Regions from separate parts of the Mus musculus genome. Here region 2 is linked to region 1. The links are chromatin contacts, called in public HiChIP or PLAC-seq maps. All regions are on one chromosome and are shown on one strand. Each heading gives the region's core, a stretch centred on a gene start, on an enhancer-like site or on the middle of the called end of the contact. The rest is flanking DNA. Distances are from core to core; before and after follow the strand shown. Region 1 holds the start of Bend6 (BEN domain containing 6). Region 2 overlaps Dst (dystonin).

The links. HiChIP or PLAC-seq counts read pairs in DNA pulled down with a chosen protein or histone mark.
Region 2: a contact with region 1 is called in an H3K27ac HiChIP or PLAC-seq map of embryonic stem cells, with 14 read pairs. The contact joins the enhancer-like site here to the promoter of Bend6 in region 1. A contact is called at or near these places in 2 of 39 promoter capture datasets (embryonic stem cells and trophoblast stem cells), 2 of 115 datasets of contacts at active chromatin or transcription factors (both in embryonic stem cells) and 1 of 9 other capture datasets (adipose tissue).

What each region holds. Positions count from the first base shown.
Region 1 is chr1:33,904,319-33,911,264 of GRCm38.p6, forward strand. It overlaps Bend6 (BEN domain containing 6), which reads right to left and starts at 3,303. Exons shown (of 7, transcript NM_177235.3): 1 at 3,248-3,303. Dst (dystonin) reads left to right here and starts at 3,907. Exons shown (of 103, transcript NM_001276764.1): 1 at 3,907-4,134; 2 at 4,681-4,715. The coding sequence starts at 3,954.
Region 2 is chr1:34,034,463-34,041,408 of GRCm38.p6, forward strand. The region is part of intron 4 of Dst (dystonin); the gene reads left to right. Among named protein-coding and RNA genes, the nearest start is that of Mir6896, 79 kb to the right of the region's middle. Within about 2 kb of position 4,304, at least 11 of the 459 cell types and tissues checked have an H3K27ac peak or open chromatin away from gene starts, as enhancers often do. A contact at or near this core is called in embryonic stem cells, where this site is marked.

The sequences.
Region 1 (6,946 bases), core at 2,053-4,552:
GCTAGAGCTCTGGGATCCACTTCCCCAGTGCTGGGGTTACAGACATCAGGCGTGCCAGGTTCTTTGGGGTGGGGTGGGGGTGGGGGTGTTGTTTCATTTGACATGGGCACTCATGCTTGCAAAGTAAGCACCTTACTGACTGATGAATTTCTCCAGGCCGCCTGAACTTAATTAATTTACTCTTCTTAACTTTGAGGGAGAGTTAGTAATGGGAAAGACTGAGGAAGGACTGCTTGTCAGTAGGGCTCCATCACTGTGACACATGAGCACGGAGAAAAGATTCGCCTGGGCCTTGTGGGTTCAAAGGTTTTAGTACACACATACACACACACACATACACACACACACACACACACACACACACACACACACACACACACACAGAATGCCTGTGCTTTATTTATTTTATTTAATTTTATTTTTTATTCCTCTTTTATGCTATCTGGTCCGCTAGGCTATGGGATGTGGCTGCTCACACCCAGGGTGAGTCTCCCCACCAACCCGCCTCACTTAATCCTCTCTGAGCAATGGTATCACAACAAATCTAGAGATGTGCTTTGTTAATCTCTTAGGCACTTCTCAGTTCTAGCAAGCTGATAATCTTGTTGGCCAATCAAGACGAACCACCAGAGCCTGCTAGTTAGAGATGGACAGAAAGATTACTAAAGCTTCCTTCTCATATATGAGTCCTTCTCCTTTCCGCTCATAGTGTGTACCTTATAGACGGGGAAAGTGCCAGGCTCTGATCTCTAAGCAGGAGTTGGTACAGGTTGGTTTTGCCTGCTCTACTGTGAGATCCTTCTTCATCTGTGATGGGAGGCAGGCACACTGAGTTAGGGATAGAGAGACAAGGTATCCCATTTTGGTTTGAGTCTAAGCAATGTTTTAATCTGACTTGACCCTGAATACAATTAACATTTTAATTTTCTTTTCGAACCCATGTGTTTATCTAGGGTGGAGAACCACAAGAAGGGATATGTGATGGTGCACTGATACACACCCATTGCAAACTTTCTGTTTTCTCCTTAGCTCCCTAACCTCTTGGATTACAGTAAACATTTTCTGTCATAAAGGCAGTAAACTACAACATTTTCCATTGTGATTTTTTATTTACAGGTATAAGAGATTTATATTATGAGATTTGTATTATGTATTGTATTTTTCCTGCCCTTACCTTGAATCTTAAATGTATGACTTTTATTTAACATCAACTCTTTTTTTTTTTTTTAAATGAAATCCCATCAGGAAGAAAAGGCATAAATTCTACTAAATTAACTTCCTCAAAAGACAGATTGGCTAATTTAATGCATATTGAGCTCCAGGATGCACCAGGTACCACGCAAACACAAAGAAAGAAACAATTACTAACATGCCATTATTTGGGAAGGAAATGATAAATTAGCAACAAACCAGAAAGTAATGGACTCATAGACTAAATTCTTTCTAGCACTTGGTTTGTTTATTGTATGTATCCTTAAGACAACCCAGACAAAGAACAGAAGGAAATACATATAAAAAGATGTATGTATAAATCCTATTGAGTTTCAGTTAAACGTTTACCTTATCGGGGAGATAAATGATATTCTTGTGTGCAACTGAAACTTGTGAATGGCGGCAGCAAGGCTCAGGATGATAATAATCGCAGTAAATAATAGCTCAGAGAATCGGAATCGCTATTTACTTGCTGTTCGCTGTTAAAAGCACAGAATTTGGGGCAAACTGATTACTTTGCTGAGTTTACAGCCTCAGACCTATTTCTGTTCAGAGATATTTGTGCCATTTCAGCTCACTGCCAAGCTCTGGTCAGTGAGAAACGTAAGGATGACCTTCGGAAACCGCATCGGCTAGCACCACCCCCAGTTTGCAGAAGGTTACTCTGGTCCAGTATAAAACGACCCTCCGGTGCCCTGCTCAGCGTGCTGGGTTCTTCCTTTCGCGGTGTACCACACTTTGCAAGATCTCGGGATTCTCTTCAACCCCCCCCCCCCGCCCCCCTGCATAGCAGATAGGAATACAGTTTCTTACTGCAGTGGGCTGCAGTGTCAGGAGCCCTTCAGCTCTGTGCACGGGATGCAGAAGTTCCAGACAGCTCTGCTGACTGCCAGGGACCCGTGAAGCCTGTTTGGCACCCAGTGCTCCCCGCAGTCTGACAGTCAAGAGTCTCACCTTCCTCAGTGTCGGCAAGCAAGGTGCTTTCCATCCTCAGCCTCAAACAACAGAATGAGTGGCATATAATAGCAATCTGTATTTGTTTTAGGAGGCCAACATGCAAATAAGAGCACATTTTCCTGTGCTTTCCGTGCTTATGAACCTGGCATCAGGGCTAAGCAACATCTTTCCGCATTTCTTTTAATGCTCACACTTGATAATACATCATTCACCTATCAGTCACTAATGGCTACACATTTTTGCAGAACTGAACAGTTGGTTTCATATAGTTAGACAACAATACACACATTCCTATCGATTCTTCAATTGACTTTTGGAATTTTACGAATTATTTAGTTTCAAGCCAGTTACTAGAAATTGCACAAATGTAATATTTCATTTGTCATATGTCATATAGTTAATTTAAAAAATACAAGTCAATGAAAGAAAACAAATCATCCAACTCCCACAGGGAAAGCCAGTTTGCCTTAGGGGCAAGCAGGGCAGAGCACTGCACTGGCCCGCTAAGGCCGCAACACGCTGCAGGCGGCCACTGCAGCTTTGGCTTTCTCGCCAGGTGGCAGAGGCCCTCCGCAAAAGAGCACACCGCAGCGCTCACGCCTTGCCTTCTTCGTTGGCACCGAATCAGCGATCACTGTCAAGTGTCCAGCCCACAACTGCGATACAGTTTTTGCGGATTGTAACGGAATGTAAGGGAAGCTGGAAAAAAACGGCAAAGGGGAGAAGGGTGTGTACCCGAGTGTGACCGATCGCCGTTGTCTGACAGTGCCTAAAAATTTCTCCTGCAGTATCTACAGGCCAATCAATCACCAACTTCCTTCATCCTTCATCATGTCAGATCCTTACATCTAAAATCACCTCTCCCTACAAAGCCAATAAATGAATCAGGGTTCTTTGACCGTGGCAGAGCTCACGTCTGGGCTGAGAATCAGCACCAAGTTTGGGGGTGGTAGGGTGCAAGCCTGCAGACCGCGGCGTGCCGCCTTTCCTAAGATTGGACCAGCTTGGAGATGGCCCTTCCAGGTGCTCGCGCCTCCATGCGCAGGGACTACCCCCGCCCCCAAACCAAATAGCTCACCCTGCTGCATCCTCCGAGCCCCAGCCTCCGGGCGGGCTCAGGGAGGCGGGAGCCCGGGTTCCCCCCGGCTCCTTGGCGCCCCCTGACGTCGGCCTCCAGCAGAAGGTCCGCGGAGGCTTACACAGGCGAAACCCGGGGGTCCCCGCGCACCGCCGCCCGGCGCGTGGCCTGGCGGGCCGCGCGCGCACCGAACCGACCTGCTGGAGGGCGCGCGCCGCTCGGTCCCGGCCCCAGCCATGCGCGCGCGCCCGCACCCGCGCCGCCGCTGCCGCCGCAGCCCGTGACGTCACCCACCGAGCCCCCCGCCGGCTCGCCGCGCCCCGTCCCGCCCCACGTGCGCCGGCTTCAGGACGCCGAGGCCCCGGGCGGCCACCCGATGATGCTCCCAGCCGGCTGCGTCCCGGGCGGGGCTGAGCCCGAGAGCTGCGCGCGGGCTGGGGCGCCTGCGGAGGGAGGGGCGCGGCTCTCGCCGCTGCGCCGCGTGCTGAGTCATGGCGAGAGCTGCCCGCTGCTCTCCATCAGTCGTTCCGGGGCCGGCGCGGGGTGTGCAGCCATTGGGCCGCGCGCGGGGCCGCGAGCGCCGGGCTTGACGCGCTGAGCCGCGCTCGCCCCTGTCCGCCGCGCCCGCCCCGCGTCCCGCGCCCCGCGCCCCGCGCGCTCTGCAGCCTTAGCCCCGCGCCGCACGGCCCCCCGCCTCGCCCGCACCATGATCGCCGCCGCTTTCCTCGTTTTGCTGAGACCCTACAGCATCCAATGTGCTCTCTTCCTCTTGTTGCTCCTGCTGGGCACCGTCGCCACCATCGTCTTCTTCTGCTGCTGGCACCGCAAGCTCCAGAAAGGGAGACATCCGATGAAATCGGTCTTTTCGGGTCGTTCCAGAAGCAGAGGTAAGACACGCCGCCGCTGGGTTCTTCTGGGCAGAAGCGAGGTTCAAGCCTTCTCTGCCTCTTCTGCCCACTCAGTGCCCACTCCTCAAGCTAAGTGCATTTATTTATTTAACGCGCCCTGGCCCTTTGGCCTCACCTCCATCCTCTGAGTCACCAGGTTTGGATAACCACGGAGATTCGGAGGTCCTGGAAGGAAGGATCAGGCTCCGATTCTTAGGGTCAGTTTGCTAGAGCCCAGAAGGTAATTGTAGGGGAGTCCTGGGCTGAGGTACTCGTATCTTTGCCAAGCCTTTGCTGGAGCTTAGGAATAAAAAAGTAAGGCGTGATGATATGGGCTCCCCTCTCCCAACTTTGCTGGAACTTCTTGCAGAGAAATCACCTTAGAGACAGATGGTCCAATACTCTCTCCGCCCCGCCCCAATATGCCCACGGAATTGGAGAGAGACACCTAGAATGTGCTTTCCCGAATCCAGGTAAGTGATCAGTAACTCTTTAGGCTGAGAACAAGGAGTTAACGGAGTCTCGTTTTCCCTCTTTTCTCCCCAGATGCTGCTCTGAGATCTCATCACTTTCGCTCTGAGGTAATTTATTTAGCGCACACTCTCAAGGTCAGAGTAGCTTTCTTTCCTGAGTACCAGCATTAATCATATACGTGTTTAAAAAGCCAGTAGGGCACCGAATGGGAAGCCTGCAGTCCCTAAGCCCAAAGTGACATGCTTCTTAAGCAATTCCATAGTCACGCCTGGGGCGCATTGTGTGTGTTTGTGTGTGTCTAGTGTAGTGGAGTTTGCGTTACAAGAGGTGGGAGGGGCAGCCCCTAAAAGAGAGAATTTAGTCTGGGAATGGATATCAGTTTAGCTTACAATCTGCACTTGTGGTGGAAGCACTTCCTGGTTGCTTCCGGAGGTCGGTAGCTAAACCACAGTGTAAACCACTTAGGTCGTTATTGCCGAAGAGTTTGAAGCAAACTCCAGTTGAGACTCCAGGTGACATCCCTACGGGCTTAGTTTGCTGCCCAGGATGGTTTTTACATGATAGTAATGTTGATGAAGAAGATACGCCAGAGTGTGTACTTAGTGTCTGTTCTAGACTATCCATCTAGAGTAGGTGACTGGACGCTGCCAGTGCAGGAAACTGCAGGAGAACCACCTCCAGTTAGAACAAGACACAGCTCTGCCTGACCCACTGGCTTTCCAGTTGCCCACTTCAAGTTTTTTCTCTTTGGGCGAAATCTGCCTATATCAGGCCATGGAGGTTACTTTATGATGCAGGGTCTTCATCTTAGCAAAGTACTGTGGTGTCTAGCCCCCTACTACAGTTTTGTTAGTTACCTGAAGTTACTTCACATCTTGTTTGACTTGTTCATCAGAGGTTTTATTGCACCCCGGATTCCTTGCTAGACTGTGATTATTTAAGCTTAGCTGCATTAGCATAATGTTACTATGTTGCATGCTGAGTAACTCTATTGCATGTACACTGGAAGTGAGAGTTCTGTGTTAGTTAAGATTTGTGGAAGAAGAGCTTGCCAACTGTCAGCAGGCCTGGATCTAGCTTTATACTAACTAGTGGGGGTGGGGGTATGGGTGTGGTTATGGGGTCGGGCTGTATGTGGAAAAACAGTGTGCCAAAACAGGGCCAACAGTACCCTGTAGGGGTGTATGTGGAAATCATTTTTAAAAATTATGTAAAAAAATAATTAGTTCATAGGAGGTATTTAGTTTTGGGTAGCCATCGTACATTTTGTAAAATTCAACTGAAAATTGCCAGGTGTGGTGGCTGGCGCACACATTTGATCCACACACTTGGAGGCAGAGGCAGGGGATGTCTGTGAGTTTTGAGGCCAGCCTGGTCTATATAGTGAGTTCCAGGATAGCCAGAACTACATTGTGAGATCCTGTCTCAAAAAAGAAAGAAAGAAAGAAGGAAAGAAGAGGAAAAAGGAAGATGAGAAGAGAGAGAAAAATTTGTAAAAATCGAGATAATATTTGAAATGAAGTCTTTAGAAAATTAGGTCAGGTTCATGGACTACACATGAACTAGATCTGGTGGAATAGTGTTTGAAGAGCAGAGTAAGTAAAATTTAAATGCAACAAAGTAAATAGTGGGCAGGGCACAAGTTTTAGGATATAGGGGATTGTCTGGAAAAAGATTCACCAACTCTATGCAGATAAATGAGAGAAGAATGACTGTGCTGTGAGCTTGCCCTGGACATTTTGGCATAAGCATGTTTTATCTTGAGCTGATTGATTCAGAAGTCTGGGAGCAGCCGTTCAGTGCCTTATCTTGTTCTGTAAGATTGCTAGCATAGTTTGAAATCCTTGTGTATACTTGTTGCTTGCTCTGTGTGTAAGCCCGTGAGCTCCTGGGGGCAGAGCCGAGGTCTCTTGCCACAACACTATCTGGCCTCATATGGGGTGGGTTCTTAATAAATATTTATGGGATGAATGAAAACGGTCTCTGGGTGGGCGGATAGCACTCAGAGTTGGACAGAAAGGGAAACTGCATATTCTTAGAACATGGCTTACAATTTAGGAGTGCTCATTTACCGTTCCCAGAATTCTAAATGAGAGCATTTGTTTTTGTTTCTGTTTTTGCTTTTTAAATAGGGTCTCACTATGTAGCCCCAGCTGTCCTGGAACTTACTAGGTGGATCAGGCAGGCCTCAATCTCACAGAGCACCTATCCCAGTCTCTTGATTACCTGGCTTTTCCCAAAGCTTTAAAAAAATGACCTTAGTGCTTGTAGTAAGGCACTCGTTGTAACAAAAGAATTCTGCTAGAATTTCTTTTTTTTTTCCCTCAATAAATTAAAA
Region 2 (6,946 bases), core at 3,054-5,553, 130 kb after region 1:
GCTGTTTCCTCTGCGCTTTAGAACAATCGCCATGGTTTCCTTTAGTCTGTAAACACTAACTTAACAAGATAGGGCAGGCTAAACAGGTCTGTATTTTGCTATTTTGAGTAAAGAGAGGGAGAAAATATTCAAAGGAAGAGTGATCTGGGATTTTCAGTGGGGCTTTGTAAGGAACCCTAAGGTTCTGGAAAAGAACAAGTGTTTTCCCTACAGTATTCCGTGACAGCCCCTAACTTGCCGAGATGTAGAGAGCCACCGTCACACCTATATAAGGAACCTTCTCTGCTTGGTCTTCCTCGGGTAAAAAGATAAAATTGAGCCGGTGGTGGGGGTCCAGGAGGAGAGGATCTTTGGTTCTTCTGGAACAGTCTGTCCTGGTTTCTGAAATGACTTAAGTTGTGGAGTTGGTGTAGAACCCCTTAAGTTCTTGTTCATTTAGGGCGGTTACATCAGGAAAGCTCTCTACAGGATGGCACCTCCATCATAGACTCGATAGTCTCTCTGAGGGTTTTTGGCTTCTCTTTGTGCCCTTCATTTTGGGCCTCATCCGTTTGATTCCTTGCACTAGTTGCTGAAAGGGATTAAAACAGTGCTTTCTTCCATCCGTTTCCTGCAGGTCAGAAATCCAACACACGCAGTAGGGGACTCTCCACACAGGGTTTCTCGGGTGACACTAGTCCTTGGCTTTCAGAACAGTCTGAGGATAAGAGTTTTTGGTGTGAGAGAATTTAAAAGGATTAAATATGAACATGATTCCTAACAAGCTGCAGTTGTGTGTGGTCAGAAGACTGCAAAGTATGTAAAAGCAAAAAGCAAACAGAGCTTCATTGCTAAAGGGGTTTTCTCCACTTAGAGCAAGTTTATGAACACGTGGAATTTTAAATTAGAAGAGACTGTCGCAGCTGGGAACAAGAGGCGTGCAGCGTGTTGTCTGCTAACTGCTGGTACTTTAGCCACACACGTGGAAGGGATATTTTCCCTTGCCTTGCCTGTAGATAAGGCTTTTAAATGAACGTCTGGGGTGTTTACAATGAGCTGCCAGAGTGAGTGTTGTTGAATCACAGGCTGACAATGCATTAGTGATGTAGGTGTGTGGCTGTGCACTGGTGCACTGCTGACTCTGGACCCACGAAGTGGCCCAGTCTCCTCAGTGGGGCACGTTGGAGGATCTGTGGAAACAGGTTATCACGGCTCTCTGAAGGACTGATGAGGTAGTTTAGTTTTATAAGAAGTATATGAACGTGTGTGTGCACGAGTGGGCATGCATGTGTGTGTGCATGTGTGTATGTGTATGCATCTGGTTGGGTGGTCTGGGTATGTGGGTCATGACCGAGTCACACGTGCACACATACACTGTTTTCACATCGCCTTGCTTTTGTTCCGGGAGGGCCCTTGCCACAGCAGCTTCATGGGGAAAGGATCATGCTGTCAGTGCATCAAGGAACCCTTTGCAGGGTTCTGCACACACATTCTGTAACAATTCCCAATCTTCATGGAAAGCCAAGGAAGAAAGAACACTGAAGCAAATGATTTTTTTCTTAGTTTTTCTTAGTCAGGACATAAAACCATAAATGAAATAATAGTTGTGACCTAAAAGTTTGTTTATTCAGAGGCCAGCAAGCACTTGTTAATAGAGTAGTGTAAATTTTATGTGAGTCTTACAGTGCTTTTTATTCTAAATACTTGATGCTGCCTGGGTGATTTTTGAATGATAAGGGAGGAAATTAGATATTCAGGGTATTTATAATCTGCTGTCAGGGTCGGCCGTGTCGGTGTTACCTCGGTTGCCCTACTGGCATGATGCTCTGAATCCTGGCGGGGTGATGGGAGTTTGGCGTCAGAGGTGTCGCCCATGCTCTTTCTGGATCATATTTAAAGGGCACGCACACAGACCTCTCACCCACTCCTAAGACTGGAGCACTTCTGCCAGGGTTTCAGGATCGCCCGAGTGGGTCCTACTCCTTGGAAAGAGGCAACAGCTAATGCCAGATAAACACAGTGCGTTCTGAGCTTGCACATGCAGGATTGGTATGTTAACGTTGTCCTTTTACTAAAACCAGGATGGGCATAAATACTTACTGTTTTACATTTGCATGTGTGGTAGCTCACCGTGAGGATCTAAGGACTAAACTTCCGGAGGGTGCATCCCAGGCTCTGCTTACTCCGTGGACCCTTTTGTCTGACATGCTAGTAGACGTCTTACCTGTAAATATCGCTCTAAATGCTTTTGCACATGCCGCATTAGCCTGAATAATAACCTGGTGGTAGCTGTCACCTTTCTCATTTTACAGGTGAGAGAATGATGGCCGAGAGGACAAATGACCTGCCTAAGGCCACACACCACAGTCCCTTCAAGTCACTTTAGACACTGCTGTTCTGGTCACCTTGGCAACCCCCTTGCCGGTCCTGTGGAAAGTCTTGAGAGAAGAGAAATGGTTTTCCAGTTCTCTGGATTTCCTTCTGATGACTGTGTGGTGCGGTGAACTAGGCTGTGAGGATCATAGACAAAGCTGCTCCTTGGAGGGCGAGGGCAGAGGTGTGCATCAATCACGGGTTGTCTTGGGCCTGTCCTAGCCACACCTTGCTGGGAAGGACTGTTTCTGTCAGGAGGATGGTCTCTGACCTCTCTGACCCGCCTTGTTCCTTAACTATCAGTTTACCTTTTGGGTCTTGAGACAGGCTTCTATTTTACAGGCCCTACCTTATTCTCAGTCACATAAAATGATTTCACTTATGTTCCTAAGAGACACTCGGATCTCTGTGAGTTCAAAGCCAGCCTGGTATACGAAGAGTTCGTGGACAGCCAGGGGCTGTTACACAGAGAGAAATCTTGTCTTGGGGGGGAAAAAAAGACTGATTTTTACTTTTAAACAAACAAGGAAAGGCAGATTAAAATTAAGCCACCAGGTTGTAGCTTGGTAGAGTGAAGGCTTTTGACAGGTCGGCAGCGTGTTTTCGATGAACTTTCTGGATCTCACAAGAGCATAGTTGATAAGCCTGCGCTGGCCAGGAGCAAGTGTGTCCCGTGGGTGGCTGCAGTATTTTGTTTTTGTGGGAATGCTGTGTTCCTCATTTTCCTGCAGAAAACCCGAAAGCTGGATAAAAGCAGCACACGGTTGGTTCTGGCTGCCCAGAGGGAAGGTCTACTCTTTCTTTGCCGCCACCCCGCCCCCTCGTGTCACCCTGAGATCTCACAGTAGATCAGGGACTAGGAGACACTTCCCACCACCATTCTTTAGCTCCTGGGCAGCTATGCCTGGTCACATGAACTCATTAATGGAGACTGGCTTTCCTGCTGGGGAGGGGTTCTTGTAAGAGGTCTTCCAGCGTAGGGGCTGGGGGGGGGTGGGGTGGGTGGAGCAGTGTCCACCTCTTATTGTCTTTAAAAATGTGTATTTATTTTTTAGCTATACAGATAGGTGATTTCCTTGAAACATCCAACCCTCCATGTGTATATATACATACTGTGTATACGTTCAGCCGCTAGTACTCTTTTCTTATACCCACTCTCTCCCCTTTTCCCTTCTACATACCATTGGTACAGAAACACAGTTCTTGAAAGGGGTTAAGAGAGAGTTTGTTCTAGAATCAGGTGTGAGTGACCACGGCCAAGGAACAAAGATTCGGGTTACCTGGAGTCTGTGTTACTTTTTTTTTTTTTTTGGTTTTTCGAGACAGGGTTTTTCTGTATAGCCCAGGCTGGTCCTGGAGCTCACTTTGTAGACCAGGCTAGCCTCTGCCTCCCAAGTGCTGGCATTAAAGGTGTTAGCTTCTTGATGTTTTTAAAGTAACAGAACAAAGAAATTCACAAATCAGGGCGGATTTCAGATACAGCAGCTGTGTCACCAGGTGAACAGGGTTCAGCAAAATGGCGAACTGCTGTTGAAGGCCTGGGGTGCTGTTGTCTTACAGCATTCCAAGGCTTCCAGTTGGTGGAAGCTAGTGGTCTGTTAACGTCTTCTGAAAGGCTTTGCATCTCTGTTGGTCACAGAGATGTCAGGTTAGATACCGAAGTGGACAAGGCAAGGCTATTGGAAGGGCCAGCGATAGCCCAAGGTAAACTGTGATTAGGTGCTGGACCTACAGTGTTCAGCCTCTCTGGGGTCACTGAGACTCTGGCCAGTTCGCTCCGGCCGGATGCTGCTTGGGGAGGTTATTTGGCTTCCACAGTCCCAGACCTTTACTGAAGAAAACAAGGACAGGAACTCAAGGAAGGAACCCAGAGGCAGGAAATGAAGCAGAGACCTTAGAGGAGTGCTGTGCCCCTATTGGGTTGCTCCGCCTGCACCTGCTCTATTATGCCTCCCTGCCTAGGGCTGACATCACCCACAGCTGGCCCCGCCCACACCAGTCATTAGGATAATACTCCATATACATGCCTGTAGGCAGTCCAGTGAAAACATTTACTCTGTTGAAACTGCCTTTTCCCGGATATGTCTAGTCTGTGTCAAGCTGACAGAAACTAGCAGTACATAAGCTTCGCAGAAGACCTGCCATAAGATGCTGTTTATTACAGGAACTTGGGGTCACAGCCTAACCTTTTTTTTTTTTTTTAATTTTGTGCACCTTTTATCTTTGTCCTCTAGATTCTACATATGAAAGTAAATGTGTTCTCATGTCGCTGTGAGACTGGCTTATTTTACTTATTTTACTGTTAAATAAAATATCATGAATGCAATATAATTTCTTTCTTTTTTTGTGGCTGAACAGAATCCCATTGTAATATACCGAACTTTCTTATTCATTCACTGTTGATAGGTTGGTTCTATATCTTGTCTTTTATGAATAGTGCCTCATTAAACATGCATGTGCAAATATGTATACAGTGAGTAGATTAAGACTCTGTCAGGTATACACACAGAAATGTTAGTCAGGTCATAGGCAAGATCTGTTTTTACATTGATTTCCAAGGCAGGAGAATTTACATTCCTACCAGTAGTGTAGAAAGATCCCTCCCCTCTCACATCCTTGCTAGCATATATTAATGTTTCTTTTTCTCTTTTCTTTTTTTTTCATTTAAAGATTTATTTTTATTTATACAATGTTCTCCCTGCATTGCATCTATGTCTGCACATCAGAAGAGGGCACCAGATCTCATTATAGATGGTTATAAACCACCATGTGGTTGCTAGGAATTGCACTCAGGACCTCTGGAAAAGCAGCCAATGCTCTCAACCTCTGAGCCATCTCTCTAGCCCCCGAATGTTTCTTTTTCATATGTGTGTGTGTGTGTGTGTGTGTGTGTAAGCTTGGTACAGAAGCAGGGAGTATACAGCACCTGAACGCTGGGAAAAGGAGACCTAAGGCTGCTCCCAGAGAAGGCTCAAGCGTAGCTGGCTGTGTAAATGTGTCTGTTTCAGTTGAGACAGCCAGAAAAACTTCACTAAATGGAAATTAGACTCTGTGACACAACCACCCTGTATAGTGCCGTCCATAGTCCGTAAGATGTTCTGGGGTCATTCAGTGAATTACCATCTGCTGCCCAGTCAGGTATTTTAGATCCTGATCCTGCACCCAGAGAGACTTGGTGAGTATTTCTGAAGAAGTAATTTGCAGCCACGTGCTATCTGGCATATTAGTGTCTTCGCTGCTGCTGTGCCGTTAAGGTATCTTATAGAGGTATTTATTTTGGCTTCTGGTTCCAGAAGATGAGTTCACTGTGGCAAGAACAGGAAGCTGAGAGCTCGTCTTCACCAGGAAGCAGAGCAGAGGAATTGGAGGTGGGGTGAGACCATAAGTCCTCAATTCCTTCAGCAAGCTTTACTTCCCCATAACCCCATAGGACCACCAACTGGAGACCAAAGAGTCAAACACTTGTGGGATGGGAGGCATTTGTATTCAAACCATCACACCCGATGAAAAGCAAGAGGTTGTAGCTGAAAGTAGCAGTAACATGACTGTTGAGATGGAATTAGAATCTTTTCCTATATTAAAAAAAACTCAGCCCTTTTACCTATAGTTGGATAAGAAACTCTAAGGTGAGATAGTTTATAACTAGGGTGTTTTCTAATTAGATGAGTTATGAATGTCTGACATTAGATTCATGGTGTATTATTATCTTAAGTGCCACAGTATCTTGCAGGGTGGTGTCATGTTATGCCTAAATATAATATCGCACCTAAAATGTGCTGTTTGGCTATTTACTGAAAGGACAGGTCGTTCTTGTATTTGCTATATCCTCACACAGTGTTACCGCACAGCAGAAGTACAAGAAAGCGAATCATTATTCACAAACCAAAGCGCTCTATTTAAAATCCCTAGTCGTTGGCATGTCAAGATTGGAGTATGCTATGCTTAAAACGAAGCAGAAAGATTTTCTTTTTAAAAAAAAGTTGTACACAATGATCAAAAATCTGAAACTCATCAGTTTCTCTCTGCCTTAGTTAAACTTAAGAGACAACTGGCTTTCTTAATTCTCCGACCAGAGTCGATTAGCGGAAGCATTTAATGTGATTTACAACGATCAGGTGTTTATGTGGAAGGAGGAGTATCTTAATTGCACTTCTTTCTTTGAAATAAGTTACAGGGGATGGCAGAGGGAGGTTTCTCGTTACTGCACCCTAAATATAACACTTCGGATATTGCAAAATTCATTTAAAACATTTAATGTATGCTGCCACCCACATAGCTGGCTTGTGGGCTGGGATCCTTTGAGGCCATAGAATATCCCTTTTCAGACTCTGGGCAGCACCCACACGCTGACAGGAAAAGATGTTAAGAGCCCTATATCTAGAAGCTGCATGCTGGGAGGGGCAGTTGAGATTTGCTCCCTGATAGCAACCCCATTCCTTAAATACTTGTGACTGATGAGACTGCATTGGAGTTGGAGAAAGAAGGAATTTGGGGTGGGGCAGTAAGTGGAGCCTTGGAGAACACAGAGGCGAAATCACAGGGCCAATGACTATCTATCAAAAGTGGGTGGAGCTCCTGCAGCAGGGCCAGGGTC